2 separate regions of the Gasterosteus aculeatus genome follow, and region 2 is linked to region 1. Evidence: chromatin contacts called from public Hi-C data. All regions are on one chromosome and are shown on one strand. Each heading gives the region's core, a stretch centred on a gene start, on an enhancer-like site or on the middle of the called end of the contact. The rest is flanking DNA. Distances are from core to core; before and after follow the strand shown. Region 1 holds the start of fxyd6l (FXYD domain containing ion transport regulator 6 like). Region 2 overlaps st14 (ST14 transmembrane serine protease matriptase).

Region 1 (6,347 bases), core at 1,966-4,465:
GCAAAAGCACATTGAACATCATATTAAAATAATTCCATCTGTGCTAAAGAACATTTTAACCGGAGTTATTTTCGTAGCTTTTCATTCAAATGTTCAACTGACTTAGAAGAGCATTTAAATATCAGCCAGTCCTCGTAGCTGTGCTTGTGTATAAACTTTGACAACTGATGCTCAACGCAGTAAGTTTCTGATCTGTTCACCAAATGTCAGTAGACTTGAAGTGTAAGTTCCCTTATTGACTAATTTCCCCTTTCAAGAACAAGGTCACACTATAACGGGCCTAAAAGTCCAAGTGGAGGAAAAAAAAAAACATTAATTCTGCTAAAATCTGCTTAACAGAGTTCAACTCACACAGAGAAACAAATCTACACTAGAAAACTACATCAACAATGGGAAAAATGGCAGCTGTGTAAATAAATGATCCTTCAAACTCCAGTTTATGGAAACAGTCACACTATTCTGACATGGCTTCTTCTTGCCGCAAAACCCTGAAATAAAACGATTTAAAATGGAAAATATCAAAAGTTCTATACACATTTGACCAAAAAGAGAACACAGGAAGTTCAAACAAGTGATGAGTGGAAATAAAAAGAGAAACTTTACAAGACCTTTCTGCCAAAAACACTGACCTTGTTATACCGACACGTCAAGTGCTTTAAGTGGGAGGATCTTAAACACAGAGCCCACGGTACAGAAAGGGGAAGCAACTGAGGAACGCTCACACAGCTCCGTGTCACACAGGGAACAGCGCTAAGCGGCCGAGTGTTTAGTGAAGCGGATGCTCACCGAGTGCCGGGGCCAGCCAGGCGCAGAGCGCCACCAAGACCACGGGATCCATTGAACCTGCTGAGAAGAAAAGTAAATAACAATATGTAGAAGTCATAAAAAGCTGCTGACTTTTGTGGGCATTTGCTGTTTGTTTTTTTACGCGACTTACAGACAAACTTTGTAGCTCACTGACTCCCTATGGAGCGAAATAACTTGGCTACTTAAAAGAGCCTTGCTGAGAACAGAGAGATGGCTGTTGCAAAAATATTTCGCAATTACCTGCTAATACCTCTCAGAAACCCACCAAACAGCCAGTTAAGGTTAGTGGAGAATAGCTGCTGTCCAGAAGAGCGAGCGGGTCCAACCTTTATTCAGCAATATGTTTGTTTGCGTCTAAGGGAATGAGAGTTGTTGTTATGGCCTTGATTTCAAGTCCCTTGTGTAGGTCAAGCTCCGAAAACGCCAGCTGTGACGTGTCCCATAATGCATCTGAATAAAGCGATCATTTGATAGCCTGGTGGAGACACAAAGCCCCCTCTCAGCCAGACGCGCCGGTACGTTTCTTCATAACATGGCCTCCTGACTCGTGGGGTAAGAAAAGAGGGTCTATTTCAGGCTCAGCACCTCAGTCCTCCAGCAGAGTTGAGAGGTGTGCGGCAGGGCCGGTGTCGTGTTGCATTATATATATATTTGGCTAGTGGGTCAGGACCCGTTTTGCCGGGTCACTTTACAAATAGAACATGAAGCTCCTCGGGCTGTTTTTCTGTCTATAAACTATCCGTGGAACTCTGAGATTCTCTTACACCCTTACGTTTAAAAGGTTGCGGTTCCACATATCCACTATTAGTAGCACGAGTCTCCACTGGCTGCACGGCACCAAGAGCACCCCAGTGCAGCTGTTCGTTTCACAGCCACATTGTACCAATGGAGTCCCGAGGCACGACAACAGAATGCAGTGGAGGTATGCACAGCTTTAGCTCCACGCTTACAAGAAGAAAAAAAAAAAATGTAAGCCCCGGAAAATAAAATGTTTTGCAAAGATCAAAGCCTACGTTGGCGGAGCCAAGGTTCCCCCCCTTGGCCCGTGGCACTGCTGGGGAATCATGCACCACTAAGAGAGGGGGTGTGAACACGGAGCTGGAGTGGGGAGAAATGAACACTTCAACCCTGCGAGCAGGATTAACAACAAAGAGCCGCCAATCAGGTTTAATCAAACAAATACACGGAGGGTTCTTCCAACAAAAAACAATCCAGTAATCTTGTTTGTTAGTGATGTAGAGGTGATAGAATGGGGAGACAAGAAAGATGCCTGTGAAGCAGCACGTTAAAAGTTACCATGCTTTCTAATTAAGTGAGATTAACGTGGAAAGTCGGAAATAAAATTATAAAAGGTTGCTTACATTTACAGTCACAGGCGAGTCCATTCACACTAAATACTCGCATGAGCTATTCAGAGAATTTAAACTTCACGTTTTATATTCTCGCCAATTCACGCGATAAAGATTAATGCGCGTTGTTGTTTGACACAATTTTCGTGATGAACAGCGTCAAAAGTGTTAAACTAAACTCCAGCTCTCCAACAACAACTAATTTCCAACCCTTTGGCGAGAGACTTTTCACACTAGATGCCACAGCAGTAAATGACAAACAACAACAAAAGCGATTGGCTACGTGGCCACGTGTAAAATAGAAGGACACGGAGGAATTTGGTTGGACACAAAGTTGGACAAACAAAAAGGGAGAAACGCTTTGAGAGACAAAACCTCGTGTGCACGAATGCGTTTTGGAAGTTTAAGCCACCGACTTTAAGGTGATTAAGCTCGTAATTAAAGGCGTAATTGTATTAATGTAAAAGTATCATTTCAGAGTATACGTTTGTACATTTAAATCAACTTACCGTGTATCGGCTTCAAAGCTCGTGAGTTTCTCTGCGTCCGCGGAGTCGAACTTTGTAAACAAAATTTCCCTTTTTTACTTCAGCCAATTGATTCAATATTGACGTGCAAATACAATAAAAGGCAGTGACTGCACAGTGATTTACCAGCACTACTCGCTTACCCCGAGTTCAACTTCCTTCCTCCTTGGTCTTTTCCTCCAGGAATATATGAGGGAGAGAAGGAGACAGAGAGAGAGAGAGAGAAAGAGAGAGAGAGCGGGAGAGAGGGAGAGAGGGAGGGAGGGAGGCTAAACTGAGCTATTACTCCCATGAGATGTGGTTCCCGCATCAATAATAAAACATGATTTCATAATTAACTGTAAATCATGCTCATTCTTTCCCCCAAACAGCCAAATATAAGAGACACGTGCAGATGCGCTTCTTTCGCTGTGGTGTAATTTACACGTGAGCGCGTAAACAGCAGCGCGCGCTGCCAGTGAGATAAAGTTCTATCAGCTACAAGAAAACCGCCCGACCAAGGTCTCTCCCACATTTAAACTGCCAGAACCCCCTGCAGACCCCCTCCAGGCCCCCCCAACCACACACTCACCCGTCACCCAAGTCCCGTCTCAATCTGGGGAATTCACATTGCTAAATCCAGGGTGCCGTCCATTATGTGGTTTGGTTGTTATGCTATATTTTATTATTTTAATTAAGATCCTTTAGTGCGAAAAGCTTTCTTTTGCAACAGGAGTTATCCCTCATAAGCTGCGCTGGACACACATAACCCATAATTTTTATTTTTATTTCGGCTGTTATACAGACAGTGCTGGTCTTATAGAAGTAAATAAATAGCCATAAAGTGCAATGAAAAGTATTTATTGGTTGGAACGGCGATAAAAACACATTTTGTAAAGTACATTTCAGATGCTACTATTTCCTCCTCCGCTAGGTGGCGATATGGCTTTAGAAATGAGTTTTTCCACCATTCCAAAGCGAACAATGGAGGACAAGATAGTCAGTAAACAACCCAAACCATTTCATTGAAATATTGGAGTATGAGAAACACTTTAGCCACATTCCTGGTCTTGTTTAATGAGTGTAGAAAGCAGAGATGTGAGCCACTTTGTACGGCTGTTTCAATCACGGGGGAACATCAGCTCATGGTTCTATTCACACCTGATGGTTTCAATCAACGCAGAGCCAACATCTCTACAGGCCGCTGAAATGAAAGAAAAAAAAATTGCAGTCAAAGGTCATTGGAGCAAAGTAAAGACATGATCACTGAGGCACAACAGAGCTTACAAGCAACACTGAAAATGGCATTTCCAAAAGCATATGAAAACACTCAGCAGCCGCTCTGACCAGAGGGCATTTTCTTGCGTTGTTCAGGGTCTGGCGGTGACATATCGCTGCGAAAAGACAACTATGTTGGCGGAAGCACCAAACTCAACTCTCTTGGGGACTGACTTTAGGCTAAAGCACAGAACTGAAGACGAGAGCTCAGATTAATATTGCACCCAGATGAGTCTTAAGTGTCCTTGGATGACAAGCAGTGATTGGATTGCAAGCATGGTAGATTTTGATGGCCGTGCCTGTCAGCCTCACCTGCTTTTTAATCAGTAATTACCTTAGGGTTTTCTTTGGCATTTCTTAATTAAATTGGACCAAATGCAATTAAAAACCACACTCTCATTCCTTTAAAAGGGCTCTGCGGAGTCCTTGTTTAGCTCTTGCTGTTAAGAGCAGAAGCATTGAATGGTCATAGCCGCGTGCCGTCTCTCGCTGATCTGTACTTGATTGTTTTAGTGGTCAAATTAAGTTTTCTGTTTGCATAATAAAGGGAGAGACACAGTTCAATACTAAAACTTCCAATCTAACTAGAATTGAAGGTTAAAAGCCTTGATGAGGAGGCCAAGCCGTTATTCCATTAGAACAGTTAGTTTACATGGGGAGTTGGGGAACACTGTGATGAGACCGTGAAGTGAAGAAGATCATTATCATGGCAATGACTGTAGCAGTGCATCTTTAAACTTTACACCGGGCAAATAGTTTCAAATACTCACCATCTAGAAAAATCCCCAGCGGCCCAAGAGCCAATAACCACCGTGACATTAGTGGCAATTTTCCCATCTGCCGTCTTCATGTCATCTTTGCAGATGTTGTTGTAGTTGCCACAGGCGCCGCACATTTTACTGAACAGGCTGCTGTCAACAACGACAGTCACCTCCTTCGAAAGCGAGTAGGTGACCCGCAAAGCAGATCCCCTCTCGATGATCACAGTCTTCTCTGAGAGTTGGACAGATATCTCCTTGGTCACTTTGCTCGGAAGGGACATTTTCCTGCCATTTACCTGGAAGATATTAAGAATATAAACAAATAAGAACAAATGAATTGAAGTAAAAGTTTCGATATTAAAGTTGTCACTGTTATCTCATCCGGCTCTTCTCACCCAAGTCACGTGCTCGCTGTTCACTGTGATGGCCGTTTCCTTGAAGAACACGTACACGGTGGCGACGGTGGGTGACGCCCCTTTGCTACAGACCCTGACATCCACAACCACGCGGAACCACAGCTCCGCGGTCTCGTCACACAGAGTCGCAACCTCAAACGCCCCCTGAGCTCCTACGGCCCCAGATACGCCGTCAAACGAGGTGAGGTGGCCGTCTCGGCCGACGCCGCAGTGGCCTGGCTTGATGTGGCAACCTCGGACGCCGTCTCTTACACCACAAACCTCCCCGCTGGCACATGACAGCTTCTCGCACTTCACTACCCCAGAGGCCTGGCACATACACTTTGACTCACAGCCGTGGTCCACGACTGCTTGGCCCACCTGGAAACACGTAGCAGTCGTTCAACTTCCAGATGGACGATTAAAGTGTTGATTCAAATATTCAAATATTAAGATGGTCGACTGAAAAAGTAAAATGAAATATTTTACCATGAGATAGTGGCCATTGTGCACACATCCACAGTTATCCAGCGGAACACATTGGATGCCATTGAAAACAAAGCCGTCGTCACATTCGCACCCTTCAAAGCAGCTTTCAGGACAAGTGAATGGGGAAATAAAGCTGGCACAGTTCCCTCCACAGGTGTCGGCACACACCTCATAGTGACTGTGGGCCGGGCAGGAAGCAGCTACAAGACAAAAATGCATTTGTTAGACTTTGTATGTGAAACTGAAAATTGTAAACGTAAAAAATACGAGCAAAAATACTGCTCCGCGTATCTTACGGCAGAAAGAGCTGCTCCTCCATGGCTGGATTTTGACTCCTTCGCTCTGGCAGGCCAAAGCGTAGGACTGGACACTGTTACACAGAGTGTCTTTGTCGCCATCCAGGGCACAAACATCAAACACGCAATTAGACAAGTATGCCGCTGGGTCAATTTTACTGTGGCAGACTTTGAAGGGCCCATTGGGTGCAATAATGATGCCACAGGAGTCTGCTGTTCTGTACAAGTTGGCCTTGGCCGGCTCACATACGGGACACTGGCCTCCACAGCCTCCACACACATTACCAGGCAGGTCCACCGCCCATGCTTTCCCAAACTCATCGACGTTTTCAGTTGTTCTGCCACCGGGAAGCATAAAATCATCGCTGTCCTTCTTGTTGTAGTTGCCGCAAAGGCCGCACATTTTTCCCTGGTACGTGGAAGGAACGATCACCTCAACGTAATAGACAGTGTCGTACAGGACCGT
Region 2 (6,347 bases), core at 1,617-4,116, 170 kb after region 1:
TCTGCAATCAGAGAGGCTTCAAAGTGACGATTGACTGCACAATGCATTGTGATTGAGGAGCAGATTGCATTGATTGGCTGTATTGATTGGGGTTGAAGTCTAATATCCCTCTTTAGTCACAGAAGTGAAAATCAAAAGGAAATGCAAAGAATACCTCTGTGTGTGTGTGTGTGTGTGTTTGACCAAGTAAGTGATTGAAATGGAAATTGATAAAGAGTAGGAGAAAACGAGAGTGTGATCAAAGAACGTGAGAAGCGCAATGAATTTGGAATGCCGTTGTCACTACATAATCTTTGTAAAATTTGACTGACAGGAGGTTAATTGCATAATGGCTTGCATAACATTCTTAGAAAATCATATGGGTTTTTTTTCTCTAATGCCCGATTGGCTGGAAAGAATAAATATGGCCACTTACAATCTTCACAAGAGGCCTCGTCGCTTCCATCTTGACAGTCTATCTTCTTGTCACAAATAACATCCTGAGGCATGCAGACCCCGTCACCACAGCGCCACTCGTTCTTCCCACAACCTGATAAGGACATTTAAAGAAATTGATGAAAAACTTCAATAGGCCGAGGACAAGCAAATACTTTTCACAAGAACATTAGCAGTGAAGCTACAGTAAACATTTTCACCAGTCTCCCTTCTTCTTCTTGAGTGTGTATAGTACATGATTAAGCGCTTGTAGGGACGCGGAGCAAGATGGGCAAAAATGTCATACAGATTTTGCAACATAACAATGACTTGATACAGCACAGGAATCGACCAGGGCCTTTCTGTTAGCACCATCAGCGTGGCATTAGATTGTCGAGTTCTTAAGCAATACTTACTGCAGCTTTTCTCATCGCTCCCATCTCCGCAGTCGTCGACGCGATCGCACACCCAGAGTTTGGGTTTACACAGACCATTGGCACATGAATACTGATCTGCATCACAATCTAAGGTCAGAGAAATATTCTTATATTAAACAGTGCCACGGAGGAGAAGGTACATGAGTGACTGGAAAGGCGCACATTTATCAACTCTGACTATACTTTAAACCAGTGGTTCAAAAGATAACTATTAGAAGGTAATGATTGGACCCCCAAAGAATTTGGCAGATATTTTGTGAAAAATGCTTTTTCGCTTTCATGCAGAGAGTTGAATGAGATGATCAATACCACTCTAATTTGTGTGGGACAATAAATGCGAGAGTACAGCCAGCAGCGAGTTGGCTTAGCCTGCCTCGACACAATTACAATAATTACAAAATTTTACCTAGTTTCTGTAATTAGTACTGGAACTAAAGCGTGAAAACAAGTTGTGGTTTTACAGGGGATTGTGTAAATAAATAAATATATTTTACATTCTCAGTAAGAAACTTGTTGCAGTCTGGCCACCTCATAATGACAATAAGACAAGAAATCAGCAGACCCAGCCAAACCATAGATTATTATCACATACATACACGACACCTCCAGACAGAGCCAGGAATAGTCATTTCGCCCGGTGTTTGGTCCCCACGCTAAGCTAACTGGCTGCTGTCCAAAGCCTTACTGTAAAGTTATGAGTGTGCCATTGAGCTTCACGTGATTCAGCACTCTCAAGATGGAAAATAGGAGTATTTGCAGAAATTTGAAACTATTCCTTTAAGGGGCGACGAGGAGGATCGAGCAAAGTGGATGAGGAATTGGAGTTTGGGGCTGCGCCCGTTGGGTTGAGGGGGGAACTTACTGCACTTCGTTTCGTCACTCAAATCGCCACAGTCGTTCCAGCCATCGCAGTGCAGTTCTTTCTTGATGCAGATGCCACTGGCGCATGCAAATTTGTTGGGGCAAGCTGCTCACAAAAACAGAAAAGAGAATGGGCAGAAGACAAAAAAAAAAAAGAAAAAGAGAAATATGATGATGATAAATTGACCAAGAGGGAGTGACAGTGTATGTTTGCAACATCCATCATGTTGCCAACGCTGGTCCCTGTTGATCACAGCAATTATAAATCCATTTTGGTCAAAGTGGGAGACGACATAAAGAGCGGAGGGTATTGAAAGGGGTGTGCTCCTGACTGACAGTGGCAACTAAAAAAAAAAAAGGACCCAATAAACAAGCTCCCTGGTGATTAGCTCTCGAGTTTCACTGGTGCAGTTTCTGAGCCTACATCACTAAACAGCTCATTCGACTCTCAGACAGGCTGCCGTCTCAGTCCCTCAAACTGAGCAATTAATCCCTCCGTCTAACTCCGTTAAAGGAAGGCTGTGAGTGTCACAACAACGACGCAACACGTCGCATAAACATGGGTGCAAAAAATAGGACTTTCAACTCACGGTCTGCAGGATCGTAGGCGCTGTAGATGCAACTGAAGCCTTTGTCAGTGAAGGACTCGTCAGAGTGGAAGATCACGTCGAGGTTGCTGTTGGTGCTGGTCAGAACCAAAGAGGACAGTTCTCCACAATACCTGCAAAACAAAGTTCAATATGAATATTCACGTGTATGGTGTTTTTTGCGATTCTAGTCGCTATGATGGCAATATGCTTACAAGAGTAAAAGGCAATTCAAGTAGGGTGAGTCGAAGTTGGACCAACAAGTCTGTTGGTTGTCAGTGAAATAAGTTGAAGCCTTACTTGGTGCCCATAACCTCCACGTAGTCTTTGTGACACACACGGATGTCCACTCCGGGCTCTTTCATGCGGAACATGGTGAACTTCAGGCGGACCTCTTTCCCTGCAGGGACCTACATCACAGCGGAAGAGCTGGTTCATAACAACCTTATTTACCAAGCATCACGTCACGCCTCCAGCTACAGACCAAGACATGCACCCGTATCCCATGTGAATGGAGGACGACAGGTTTGGAAACACACCCATACAAGCCGTGGGTGAACGCGTGCACGAGGACACGCGCACACTACAGACACACCAGCAACAGACAAAGAACTGCAACAGCAGTCGGACCGACGAAGATAGAGGAGGTACTTTACAGCTTGGCTTCTCTAGTGCTGCCGCAGCATTCCTCTCGTTGGCAAGCGGAGGATGGGGAAGGAGGGGTTTCGGGTGGAGGGGCGCGGGGGGAAAAGCAATGTTGCAAACCTTGATGGTCCACTTGCAATCCACTGCAGGAGGATAGAAGCTGGGGTGAAGTGGGGAGGAGAAGTTTCCTTCTGCACCAGAGAGGACACCGCCACAGGTTTGAACTAAAAAGAAAACAGCAAACATTCACACTTGAGCATGACACATTGGAATTATTTAATGAGTTTAAATATACACATAACTAGATTAATAAAAAGGAACGCCAACATAGATAAAATATGTAATATATAATGATAGTGTGCTCCACGACTGGTAACTACCTTGAGACATTGGGATGGCTGAATAAGTGGCCTCGAAGCCACTCCTCTGGTGATTGGCTTTAGTAATGAAATTAATCAGCATAATGTTGCCGGATGACAGCACCGCCAGAGGATTGGAGGGGGGTCTCTTACCACACTTTCTGTGAGAGAGAAGGAAGAAGCCGTCAGGTGTTCGCAAAAAGTAAATACAAGCATAACACACGCGGAACGTCTGATGTGTTCACTGATTGAGCTTTACTATTTACCGAGGGAACTCCAATATACAGCAGAAAACATCTTAAGTCAAAAGCAGTAAAACATCAATTTAGCAAATTTAAAAAAAAATGAATCAATACACAAGCAGAGAAGAAGAATTGTGCAAACACCACATACACATTGCTTGGGCAGAGTTTCAAAGTCAAACATCAGTTATATTAGCCAAAAGTTTCAACGTTGCTGGCGGCAGAGCAATGGAGGTGTAAATGAAGCTGCAAGAGCAGTAATACATCTACCGCTTGTAGAATAATGTCATTATAGAGTATTATATTATGGCTCTCATAAACATCAAGTCACCTTGGATAAAGCTGATCGCTCAATAGCTTTATAAAGAATGTATGCACCGCTTGGGAACGCATATTTGTTTGGTAAAGGTTTGAGTTTAAAATTGCCTGCAGCTAGTGCTGTGATTTCAGACAGGAGACTAGTTTCCAGAATCATAACCCACCCCCGTAGACAAAGTGCAATTACACACAGTAGCGCAGCAGGATTCAGGTTGGCACCCTCAACAGATTTGAGAGCAGAGGTCTTTTTGAGCCAACTCAATCTCACCAAGGTCTTAAAAGTTAATAAAATATGATGCGTGTAAAGGCGTCAGTTGCAAAAAAAATGTAATCACAAATCCAGTGAAAAAGGTATGAATTGGAACATGTTTTTCACCCACATGAAAAAGCCTTTACTCCTAAATCCCTCTGCAACATTTCAGTAGTGGTTGTCCACTACAGAATCATACCGCCCCTCCCTGATCATTAAAGCTAAATGCAACAAATGTCGGTTGAGCAACTATCAAAAACAAACCCTGCTACAAAGGTTTAACAATTAGAATATGATGTATCACTGTCACTGAGCAAAAAGTCATGCAAGTCTCAGGAGACGTATTAGTAACACTCCCCCGCATATTCGATGCGTTTCCTGAAACCAGGTGGACGTTCACAGTCCCCGGACTCACGCTGTGATTGCCTGAGAGTCATCTGGACTTAAAGAGTCAAAGATGGCGACAAAATCGTTGGCGCAGTCATCCTCGATGTCGAAAAAAGGGAAAGAGACAAACACGGCCTGGTCCTCCGAAGCTCGGATCTGCCACTGACACCGAGACCAGGGGGGGTAGCCTTCAGGGTACCCAGGTGAGAGAAACGTGTTTGTCTTTGCCGTTGCCTCCAGACGGTAGAAACACTCGCCTGGGGAAAACAACATTTGTTAAAATCATACAGTCAGCATAGATATGAGTAACTTAGCAAAAGCAGTTTATAGCACACAAATTCAAATCCGTTCATGTTCTTCATCTTCTTCTACTGGTTCTAACAGTTTTCCTCAGAAATAGACTGCATGTGTAGCGATTCAGTACATAGTGTACAATCAATTCTTAATTTGGCAAAGCAACGACTGGATCACAAATAACACATTTGAACACTGGTTCTTCCATCCTTTATAGATCACACATTACTGCAAGGCTAGTACGGCCACGATGGTAATGTATTTTAAATCAGTCCCAAGGCATGAAATCAGCAGTGTCAAAGAAAAGTGTCAACATAGTGACTGGCTCCCGCGGCCTTAATCTCAGACATACGTACAGTACAAGCTAGCCATTCGTTACAGACTGGCAGGATGGTGAGCGGCCAGCCAGCTTTAAAATTAGTGATTGAAATGGGACATTCTGTACTCACCAGTGTCTCTGGGGTTCCTGGCCATGCGTGGATCCGTATCTGACAGCGAGAGTGGAGGAAGGTGGGGGGAGTGGAGGGGGCAGAGGTGGCTGATGTTAGCAGGCTGCCCAAAAATATTTGGGTTGCACATTTTCTGTGTAATTTCCCTACAACTGGCGATGGTGTGAAGCTCACTCTGCACCATCTCACTTTGCACCATCTGGGCAGTAACATCACGTTTTAATCACGGAAATCATTTTAAGAGGGAGACCACAGAGTCACAGGACCAGCACTTGGCTGGTGGCCACAATGTGGACAAATGGGAATGCTGAGAGGACGGGAAAGAAAAATGGCTGTCTAAAGCCAGCCCAGAGCCCAGCCAATATCATTAGGGGATCCAAAGAGCATCAAATGTGCTCAGATGCAGCACAAGCAGAGAGGTCCGGCTTATCTGCTGTCATCCTATCAGCACAACTCAGAGCGAGCTCCTTTAATACAAACCGAAGGCGCACACAATACCAATACATATGGGAGGCAACAATTGTCTTATTTAGAACTGTAATGGCGAAAATATACGTAACCCTTTGAATTCAATCTTTGTTAAATTGTCATATTCTAAAGCCAGCAGCTAACGGCTGGTTGTCCTCATCTTTTGGCCCCTTGTTGTGACCCCCCCACCTTGGCCCGGGTGGTACTTACATGAGGCAGTGACCTCACGGATCTGGATACTACCGGTGCCCGCCATGCTGCGCTGCATCTTTAGGCCGTTCTCCAGGGTCTCCAACACACGCTCCTCCGAGAACTGGGGCACCACCGACAGGTCTTCGACTGGAATATCAAACTGGGACCAATAGTAGGCTATCACACCCTCACTGGTGCAAGTAGGGGTAAGAAAGAAATGGACATATTGTGTGAAGGGAGGAAGGCCATGAAGAGGTCCATGTAGCAGAAATGGAGATCTCACATTACCTGAATGCCGTGACCACAGACTTGGTGTAATATTTTTCGAGGAGTGGATCTCTCTTGTAGGTTTCTTTAAGCTGTGTACAGAAGATGTATTTCAACTGAAAAGAACATGTTCAAGACTTACACTTGTCTGCCTACAGACAAAAGCACTAATTAGCC

What was found. Hi-C and Micro-C count contacts between places; a contact is called where the count stands out from the background.
Region 2: a Hi-C map of tail fin shows a contact between it and region 1, with 3 times the contacts expected there. The contact joins the enhancer-like site here to the promoter of fxyd6l in region 1. A contact is called at or near these places in 2 of 6 Hi-C or Micro-C datasets (skeletal muscle and tail fin).

What each region holds. Positions count from the first base shown.
Region 1 is chr20:10,890,217-10,896,563 of fGasAcu3.hap1.1, forward strand. It overlaps fxyd6l (FXYD domain containing ion transport regulator 6 like), which reads right to left and starts at 3,216. Exons shown (of 10, transcript XM_040165453.2): 1 at 2,827-3,216; 2 at 2,666-2,715; 3 at 787-846. The coding sequence starts at 2,993. It overlaps fcgbp (Fc gamma binding protein), which reads right to left. Exons shown (of 22, transcript XM_040166081.2): 18 at 5,882-6,347; 19 at 5,586-5,785; 20 at 5,097-5,477; 21 at 4,711-4,997; 22 at 3,508-3,866. The coding sequence ends at 3,857.
Region 2 is chr20:11,057,400-11,063,746 of fGasAcu3.hap1.1, forward strand. It overlaps st14 (ST14 transmembrane serine protease matriptase), which reads right to left. Exons shown (of 19, transcript XM_040166282.2): 4 at 6,192-6,262; 5 at 5,922-6,094; 6 at 5,244-5,282; 7 at 4,529-4,757; 8 at 3,325-3,464; 9 at 3,065-3,168; 10 at 2,600-2,709; 11 at 2,303-2,433; 12 at 1,714-1,818; 13 at 831-938; 14 at 416-529. Among protein-coding and RNA genes, the nearest start is that of st14, 10 kb to the right of the region's middle. Within about 2 kb of position 2,867, at least 2 of the 9 cell types and tissues checked have open chromatin away from gene starts, as enhancers often do.